Linked DNA regions of Sus scrofa: region 2 is linked to region 1. Evidence: chromatin contacts called from public Hi-C data. All regions are on one chromosome and are shown on one strand. Each heading gives the region's core, a stretch centred on a gene start, on an enhancer-like site or on the middle of the called end of the contact. The rest is flanking DNA. Distances are from core to core; before and after follow the strand shown.

The links. A called contact is a pair of places that touch in the nucleus more often than the background predicts.
Region 2: a Hi-C map of liver shows a contact between it and region 1, with 16 times the contacts expected there. The contact joins two enhancer-like sites. A contact is called at or near these places in 1 of 5 promoter capture datasets (liver) and 4 of 47 Hi-C or Micro-C datasets (fibroblasts and liver).

Annotation. Positions count from the first base shown.
Region 1 is chr15:118,731,845-118,736,622 of Sscrofa11.1, forward strand. It overlaps LOC110257175 (a long non-coding RNA gene), which reads left to right. Exons shown (of 5, transcript XR_002339436.1): 1 at 1-877. Among named protein-coding and RNA genes, the nearest start is that of RPL37A, 32 kb to the left of the region's middle. Within about 2 kb of position 2,612, at least 6 of the 83 cell types and tissues checked have an H3K27ac peak or open chromatin away from gene starts, as enhancers often do. A contact at or near this core is called in liver, where this site is marked.
Region 2 is chr15:118,806,655-118,810,984 of Sscrofa11.1, forward strand. No RefSeq gene overlaps it. Among named protein-coding and RNA genes, the nearest start is that of IGFBP2, 13 kb to the right of the region's middle. Within about 2 kb of position 2,132, at least 4 of the 83 cell types and tissues checked have an H3K27ac peak or open chromatin away from gene starts, as enhancers often do. A contact at or near this core is called in liver, where this site is marked.

The DNA.
Region 1 (4,778 bases), core at 1,362-3,861:
TGTTAGCCCTGGCGAGGCTAGTTAGCTCCGCTTCTCACCAGAGACATTTGACCGAATGATCCTCCCCACTAAAGTCCCAGGATGTACACACACACACACACACACACACACACACACACACACACACACACCCTCCCTGGTGTGGCCCAAGGCTCCCCTTCCAGTGTTAAAGTCTTCATTGGGGACCTCCTGCCTACCTTTTTGAGTTTCTCTAACATTTTCATGGGAAAAAGCACCTTCCTCTGTTCTTTCAGCTCCACATCCGTCTTCCTTCAGAGCCCGGCTTGCAGGGCCCCTCCTCCAGGACGTCCTCCTTATTTTTTTTTTTGGCTAGCCTTCTCTTTGTCTTAGTGGCTTGCACCTATTTTAAAGATTACTCTCAGCACAGAAATCCAGCTTTCCTAAAGTTGCAGATGCCTCTCCTCAATTCCTCCATCTCCACATCCCACCATCCTGTAACCCGGAAACCTCATTCCTTTTGTACTTCTGGTCAGTTCAGTATTGGCTGTAGAGGCCAGGGCCGCTTGGGTCTCCAGACACCTGCATCACGGGCTGAGTGAACTTCTGAAACCCTCTTTCTCACCCCACTCTCTGACTAGACCAATTCTAGTTTAACCAAAATTCAAGACTATATTTTTGCTTCTTCCATTTAATGATTAACTTACTTCAAAGAATTCAAAAGCCCAAATACAGTGACGACTGACCTAGTTTCTAACTGATCCTAATGATGTTTCTCATGAGGGTCCATCCTCTGGGCTCTGGTCTATTGATGGTGAGAACGTGAATTCCTTTGGCACACCTGTTTTGCTTCTCAAGCAGATGGAAATATCGGTCTGTCCCCTTGGCTTCGCCTCTCATGGAAGTCTAGTATATAAAGGTATGTAAAAGAAGAATTATGATGGCTTGGCTTTAGAGCTTGTGTTTTAATTTCTTTAAACCTCAGTTTTCATCCCATTGATTTCAAGCCCTGGTCTTGTCAGGCAAGACACCCATCAATGGTACTTTTTTTTTTTTTTTTTTGGTCTTTTTAGGGCCACACCTGCGGCATACGGAAGTTCCCATGTTAGGGGTCAAATTGGAGCTGCGGCTGTTGGCCTGTGCCACAGCCATAGCAAAGTGGGATCTGAGCCACTGATGTGATCTACACCATAGTTCATGGCAATGCTGGATCCTTAACCCACTGAGCAAGGCCAGGGATCGAACCTGCATCCTCATGGATACTAATTGGATTCATTATTGCTGAGCCACCATGGTTACTCCTATCAATGGCACTCTTGCAACACAACTTCAAACCACCTGAGGCTTGTCACCCTTAGTGCTCAACTGAGGATGCTAAGATGTCTTCAGATTCCCAACAGACAAGGACAAGGCAAGGGGTTCTGGTGGGCAGCCCCCTGCCTGGCACCACACTGTCCAAGCAGACTTGATCCACGGAGTCTCTCTAAGGCACTCCTCAGCCACCGCTCCCTGTGTTGGTCTGCTTGGCCTGCCATAATGATACTACAGCCTTATTTTCTCATGAGTCTGAAGGCTGGACGTTCAAGACCAAAGTGTGGACTTTGTGTTTTTTTTCTGGGGCCTCTCTCTTGAGCTTGCAGATGGCCATCTTCTCCCTGTGCTTTCAGATGTTTTTCCCTTTGTGTGTCTGTGTCCAACTCTCCTCTTCTCATCAGGCACCAGTCATGTTGGATTAGTGCCCACCTTCTTGGTCTCATTTTAACTTAATGACTTCTTTAAAGAGCCCATCCCCAAATGAAGCCAGATTCTGAGGGACTAGAGGTTAGGACTTGAGCATATGAACCGGGAGGTGGGGAGGACACAAGTCAGCCTCTAACACTTTTTACTTTTTAATTGCACACTGCCTGGTTTTAGGGCATCCGGAACCTTCATTTAGGCTTATGAAGAGATATTCCCTCCTGTATAAAATGGGATTAGCTGGCGTTCCCGCTGTGGCTCAGTGGTAACGAACCTGACTAATATCTATGAGGATGCAGTTTCAATCTCCAGCCTCACTCAGGGGATTGAGAAACTGGCATTACCACAAGCCATAGGTCACCACTTGGATCCCGTGCTGCTGTGGCTGTGATGTAGGCCAGCAGCTGCAACTCCAGTTCGACTCCTAGCCTGGGAACCTCCGTATGTTTCCGTTGAAGCCCTAAAAAGCAAAAACTAAAATAAAATATAAAGTAAAATGGGCTTAGTATGGATACTGATCTCTTGAATTTGTTGCGAAAATTAAGTGCCCATAAGAACTAACTTAGCCTGCCTTACAGTAGATTCTTAGTAAAAGCTAGAACCGTTTAAATGAATAAAGATGACTATGATGAAGCTCCCAGCACACCGTTACTAGCAGGTGTCTGCAGAGCTCCTGAGGATCCTTTCACTTGCTGTATTTTCATTCTGTTCGCTTCTTCCTCCCTGTGGCTGCCTAGGCTCCTGGCAGAGCCACTCTCCACCCTGTTGTGCGGGCTTGGAAGCGCTCTGGCAGGAGGAGGCCCAGGCCTGCCCCACCTCTCCCATCTCCTTCTGGGGCTCCCCTAATCACAACTCATGCAGGCATCGGTTTTTGACCTTGGCACCTTCCCCGTGACGTGCCAGGTGCCTGGAAGACTGGCAGTGCTCCCAGTCGCCAAGCTGACTCGCTTCCATCACACATGTGACCTGGGAAATCCCATTTCCCCTCCAGCAAAGAATCGGTCTCTCTGGGTCATCACAGGAAAGGGGCTGCTCTGCGGCTGCACAGCCTCACCAGCCTCTCTACGCACAGGTACGATGCTTGGCTCACACTCAAAGGACCTTCTGATGAAGGCTTTCTGCTCAAGCCTTTCTGTCTGCATGCATCCAAGAGTCCGTCTCTGTCAATAGGTTTTATTTTATTTTATTTTATTTTATTTTTAGGGCCACATCCACGGCATATGGAAGTTCTCAGGCTAGGGCTAGAATCGGAGCTACAACTGCCAGCCTATACCACAGCCACAGCAACGCCGGATCCTTACCCACTGAGCGAGGCCAGGGATTGAACCCATCCTCGTGGATACTAGTCAGGTTCATCACTGCTGAGCCGCAATGGGATCTCCACTGTCATCATTTTTAAAAAGTCTTAATTTTGTTCTCTGTCCCAAGTATCACATGCGCATAAACATGCCAGCAGGAGATTCAGGGTCTTTACAGTTTACGAAGTGGTTACGTGGGACACTTTCTCCCTCTCCTCCACCCTGCTTCAGGCTTCTGTGCGTTGGCATCTGCTCTTTCCACTCTGCCTGGAAGCACGTCTGTTCCCTTGTCCCCTGGTGAAGCCTGGTGTGCCTAGGCTCCTAAGTCAGGCCTGGACCTAGTGCCCTGAGAGCTGCCTTACTGACCACCCACCCTGGCTGACACCCCCTTCCTAGGTGGCTCCATCGTGCCTTTGTTGGCATCTTGCCTGTCCTTACATTCTGTACTTCAATCACCTGTCTGTATGGCTTCTCAGGATGAACTGGTTGCCCCTCGAGGGCAGGCACCAGTTAACTTGACTTTGCATCCCTGGTGCCCAGCCCAGGGCCTGGCTGCCGATGAATGAAGCCAGTGAGGAGGGCTCTGGGCCCTGGCCCTGCTGGGCAGTGCCTTTCATGGCATTTTCCGTTTGGCCTCACCTCTTCCTTTGTCTTGTTTTTAGCCTAATTCCTTTCAAGGCTCTGGCATGGACCTCTGAGCTCATTTTCATGATTGCTTTAAATATTTGGGGCTGTTGGCATGCCAACACGGGGACCCACGCTAAGGAGGGAGAGGAATTCTCTAGCTCTCTGGGTTCTGCCCAAATGCAAGGAATGTGCCAGAGGCAGGGGAGGTTCTCAGAAAGTGCCAGATTGGGTCGAACTAAACTGCTTTCCTACCTGGCTTAGGGAGCCAGGAATTTTGGCAGGAGACAAAGCGAGGGGATGCAGAGGAATTGGGGGAGGGGGGGATGGTTTTCCCTCCAGGCAACCCAGGAGTCCTCGGTGGACGCGAAAAGGGAGCAGCAGAACCCAACCAGAGATGCAGTGTCCATGCCCAAAAATGGTGAGGAGCCCCCTGGAGCAAATTCCTGGATGTGGACAGTGAGTACAGAACAGTCACCAGTCCAACTCGGAAAATCAGATGGACAGGAGAAGACTCTGGAAGTCTCCTCATGGAAGAGATTGCAAGCCACAAAAATGAGTATCTGGCATAAGGAGGGACCCCAGAGGTGGTTCCATGCACCTGCCTCCACTTCATGGATCTGGAAATGGAAGCTGAGAGAGAAATGGAGTGACCAAAGCCACGCAGTTTGTGGTGCTGGCACCAGGACTGGAACCCAGATCTCCTCCTTCCAAGGCTCCTACCTCCTCAGGGACCAGAGAGGAGCTGGAATGAGTTTCCCCCAACAATGGTTATAAATAGACTAGCAAGCCTAACTGCTGCGTGAGTTCTTGCTACATGCCAGGCATGAACCAATGCTTAGCGGTTTATGTGTTTTATCTAAGAGCAGTCTTATGAGGTGGATATACACAGCCTCATGATGGGAAAACTGAAGTGCAGAGGCTTAGATCAACCAGGTACTAAGCTTTGAGGTCCATATTCTAACTCAGAGACTGCCTGATTTCAGAGCCTCGGCTTTCAACAGCTATTTTCTAAAGCCTTCCTGCCTGGCCTGTACAGAGCCAAGGAGACAGCCTAGAACTTCTAGATTGAAATGTAACATCCCAGCTTTTCTGACAGTGAGATTGGAGGCAAATAGTCCTAGGTGTCTGAAGGAAGCAGGACATTTTTCTTCCTTGAAG
Region 2 (4,330 bases), core at 882-3,381, 74 kb after region 1:
CCTGGCTTCTTTCACTGACCTATCCCAAATGACAAAAACCGCCTGTACATAGCAGGTGCCCCCGGATTCCCAAAGGGCTCCAGATTCCCAAGTGCTTCAGGGCAAGGCATATGTCATCTTGACTCATTTGACCAAGTTGTTCTGGAGCCTAGCCTGGGCCCAAGCCGAGGATTCAAAGGATCCCATTGTCTCAAAGGGGAGAAAGAGGAATTGGCTAAGGTGGGATAATCAGGGCCAGCTGTCTACAGTACAGAATGATGAGTTTATAAAAGACTGATCTTCGGAAGGTTCCTTGATCAAAGTCAGCAAAGTCTCATTATGTACCTATGTTTTATAGGCTGTATGACCTTGAACAAATCACTTTAACCTCTGAGTCTCACTTTCTTTATCTGAAAACTGGGGACAATACGAACTGCCTTGTGGGGTGGTTGTGAGAATTCAGTAAGATAATTAAATGAAGAGACTGGGAGTTCCCTTGTGGTGCAGCAGGTTAAGGATCCAGCATTGTCACTGTAGCAGCTCAGGTTGCTGCTGAGGTGCATGTTCGGTCCCTGGCTGTGGAGCTTCCACATGCCTCAGGTGTGGCCAAAAAACAAAAAACAAAAAGAAAAGAAAGAGAGAGAAGAAATGGAGACACTTAAATGTGAACTCACCCTCTGTAATAAAGAAGCTGGCTCCATTAAAAAAAAATTTTTTTTTGGCTTTTTAGCTCCACACCATGGCATGTAGAAGATCCTAGGCTAGGAGTGGAATCCGAGCTGTAGCCTCCAGCCTCCACCACAGCCACAGCCACTCGGGATCTAAGCCACTGAGATTGCAATCTACACTACAGCTCACAGCAACACCAGATCCTTAGGCCAGGGATTGGTCCCACACCCTCAAGGATAATAGTCGGGTTCTTAACCCACTGAGCCACAACGGGAACTCCTAAATTTTTTTTTTTTAAATTGAAGAGACTGGTATTGAGAAGACCACCCAGCTATGCCACTGCTCTGCTGCTCCTTTTTCTTTTTCCTTCCCCTTCCTGTTCTTCCTCCTCTCTTGTTTCTATTAGTTGTTATCACTATTATTAGCTATCCAGCCTCCCCAGTGTCTCTCTGGAAAACCATTAACCATGGTTCATTAATCAATGCCTGCTTCTACCCCCCTGTAATTACATAGAGTTGCCCACCTGAGAAGCAGCCCAACTGCAACTTCGCATGTCCTTGTGCCTTTTAGTTTGGGCTTTGTTTGAAACCATGCTTGCTTTCTCTGTCCTCAATGGCTTAATATGGGTAGTATGTCTGTCCTAGTGGGATGTCATACCACTTCAAAAGGAATTTTGCACAACCCCTTACAACCTATATTTTATTATAATTTTTAAGTATCTAAGTTATTTCTCTTTATTGATGAATCTTCCTATCTTCCCATATATATATTTTTTTTCTTTTTTTTAAGGGCTGCACCTATGGCATATGGAAGTTCCCATGTTAGGGGGTTGAATTAGAGCTGCCGCTACAGGCCTACACCACAGGCAAAGCAACTCGGAATCTGAGCTGTGTCTGCGACCTATACCATGGCTTTTGGCAATGCTGGATCCTTAACCCACTGAGTGAGACCAGGTATCGAAACCACATCCTTATGGATACTAGTTGGGTTCTTAACTTGCTGAGCCACAACAGGAACCTATATTTTAAGTCAAATCTTCTGAAATAAGCCCTCCAGTCTGGGTGGAAAAATCTCCCCAGACATTTTTATGTGAAGTGGAAACAGAAAATCTCATTTTTATAGAAAAGACCAGTCTAAGACCTTAGAATCTAGTGGAGAAGGTCAGGGTCAGCCTAGGATGCGTGTAACTGGAACAGCCTGGAGGCACAGGAGTCCAGGCTGCAGGCTTCCCGGAAGGTCATGATAAACCCTTTCTGGCTCCTGTGCAAGCAGGCTGAGAGCACACCTTTAGGAGCAGGAGAGGACTGACCCCAGCCTCTCTCCCACATCCTTGTGAGGTGGTCTGAGTAAGTAACAGGATCCACTGCTGTCAAAATGCACCCTCACCTCACACTGTGGCCCAGAAGGAACTGGGGAGAGAGTCATAAACAACCACACTGCTACATGCCACTGTGCTTATCTCTGCAAATATTGACTCCGGAGGATCAAACCAGTGGCCAAAAAAACAATAATATTTTCGCCAAGAGAGAAGGCCCTGTTCCAGATGGCCAGGACCAAGGAAGGGGGACAGGCAGTGGCAGATGGCACACCTACGAGGTGAAGGTCCTCTCGGGCAGGTGGAGCCTTCGAAATCATTATGTCCAGGAGGGAAGAAGGGAGGGGGCTTCAACTGCCGACAGGTGGCCTTGAAGGATCCCTGGCACCTCGTGTCCTGGATCCGGTTTTCACTCAGGGGATTGCTCCAGAAGGCAAGACCACCACAGTAGAGACCCTGCTCAGGTTTAGCAGACATTACATTAACCCCCTCTTTGGACTGGACCTCCAGCCAGAGGCCATCATGAGTGAATCCACCAGAAGCCCCATGAGCTAGGCGTTCCCACCCCACTTTGCAGATGAGGAAACCGAGGCTCCAACCAATTTGGTGACTTGCAAAAGTCATCCCCTCACCCTCCTGAACAGCCTCTAAAGTCTGTGGGCCTGTTTTGATTGTTTCAAGTTATGAAATCCCTGGTGTTAGAACTCAAATGCTCCTGAGGGTGCAGAGACCAGGATTCTGAACCAAGAACAGGAACTGAGGTCACCTGCTTGAGCCTTCAGGTTGTTTACTATTTTGTAAAGATGTGGATGGAAATAAATATTGACTCTTCTTTCTGGATCATGGGCAGGAGGCACAACTTTGAAAGGACTGGCCAAATGCCCAGTGCTGCAACCTTGCAGTGTGTGTGTGTGTGTGTGTGTGTGTGTGTGTGTGTGTGTGTGTGTGTGGTGGTGGTGGTGGTGGTGGTGGTGGTGGTGAGGATTTGATGGGACTAAGCCTTGCCTCCTGTCCAAACCCCAGACAATGATTCCTTAGAGTCTCATGGCCACTGATGATCATTTGAATATAGCAGAATCCCTGAGACTCTTCCTATGGAGGGGAAGGACTGGGTCAGAGACAGAGGCCTCTAGCTGGGGGCAAGCACGGGGATGAAAATCCTATCATTAATGAAGATAACAAGGATAGGGAGAAAGAGGCAGAGACTAGAGAGAAAGAGACCAGCTGTTTGTGGTCTGTGTGTACGGGTTGGAGAAATAATTTTCCAGACATAGTGGGGTGAAGAGAAAGAAGAGTTTATTGAGATAAGAGATGCTGTTAACACAGCGGTCAGACTTCCTGATGATCAGGGAGAGATGACTCTGGGCACGTGGTGATGTCTGTTTTTATAGCCCAGGGAGAGGTGAGGGCTTATGATACACCTGCTGACCTGCTGACTGGTTGGAGAAAGAGGGAACTTAGGATACATTTGCTGGTTGGTTGGGGGCATATAAGCCCTCATAAGGATGGAGTGAGGAGTGGGCCACATACCTTTCTTAGTAGGGGGTAGGAAGTTTAGGACAGGTTGCTCAAGGTGGGGGAGGGGGCATTACAATGAGACTGGGGCGGTGGGGCGGGGGGCGGGGGCAATGATAAGGGTCTGGTAATTCCTGTCTTCCCCAGAGGCTTTGAGTTCTGTCTCCTTGAAGAGGCCTTGAAGTCCCACACCAGCCCCAAGATCAGCTGCAGAGTAATGGAGAGGAACAACAACAGAGGAGATAGAAATAGTTGCACTCTGACAGCTGCACAGTGGAGAGAGAAACATTATGGAAAGTGAGGAAGACGAGTTTCACTGGAGGCGGCAGCCAGAAAGACTTCCAGTGGGAAGAATGTGCACCCAGGAGGCTGTGGGTAAGGGATTGCGTGGGCAGTTACAGAGGGTATTGAGTGCTGAGGCACACCCCAGAGAGACAGCACCACTGCCTCCAATGGCCCTGATGTCCTGCCAACCACCAGCTAGAAAAGTAGCTTGCAACACACACCTGCCATCTAGGGCAGAAACCCAAGGGGGATGTGGAGTTGAGATGTGGGGAAGGGAAAAAGGATTCCAGAAACACCCTCACAGCCAAAGATCCAGAGCTCTGATTTCTAACACCACCTCCAGGAAGTCTTCTGGTCCACTGTTTAGGCTACAAGTCTTCCTACGAGCCCTGCAGAGGCTCATTGTTCCTTTGCTTTGCCTTCGTGGCTCAAGAGAATTCTAATCAGGGTTATAATTCCCTATAGGCTCTTTTATTTGTGTTTTTCATGTGGGTGTGTATTGTTTCCTTTAATAGCCTGTACATTTCCCTACTATTTTTGTTATATCTCCTTTGCAGGATCTGGTGC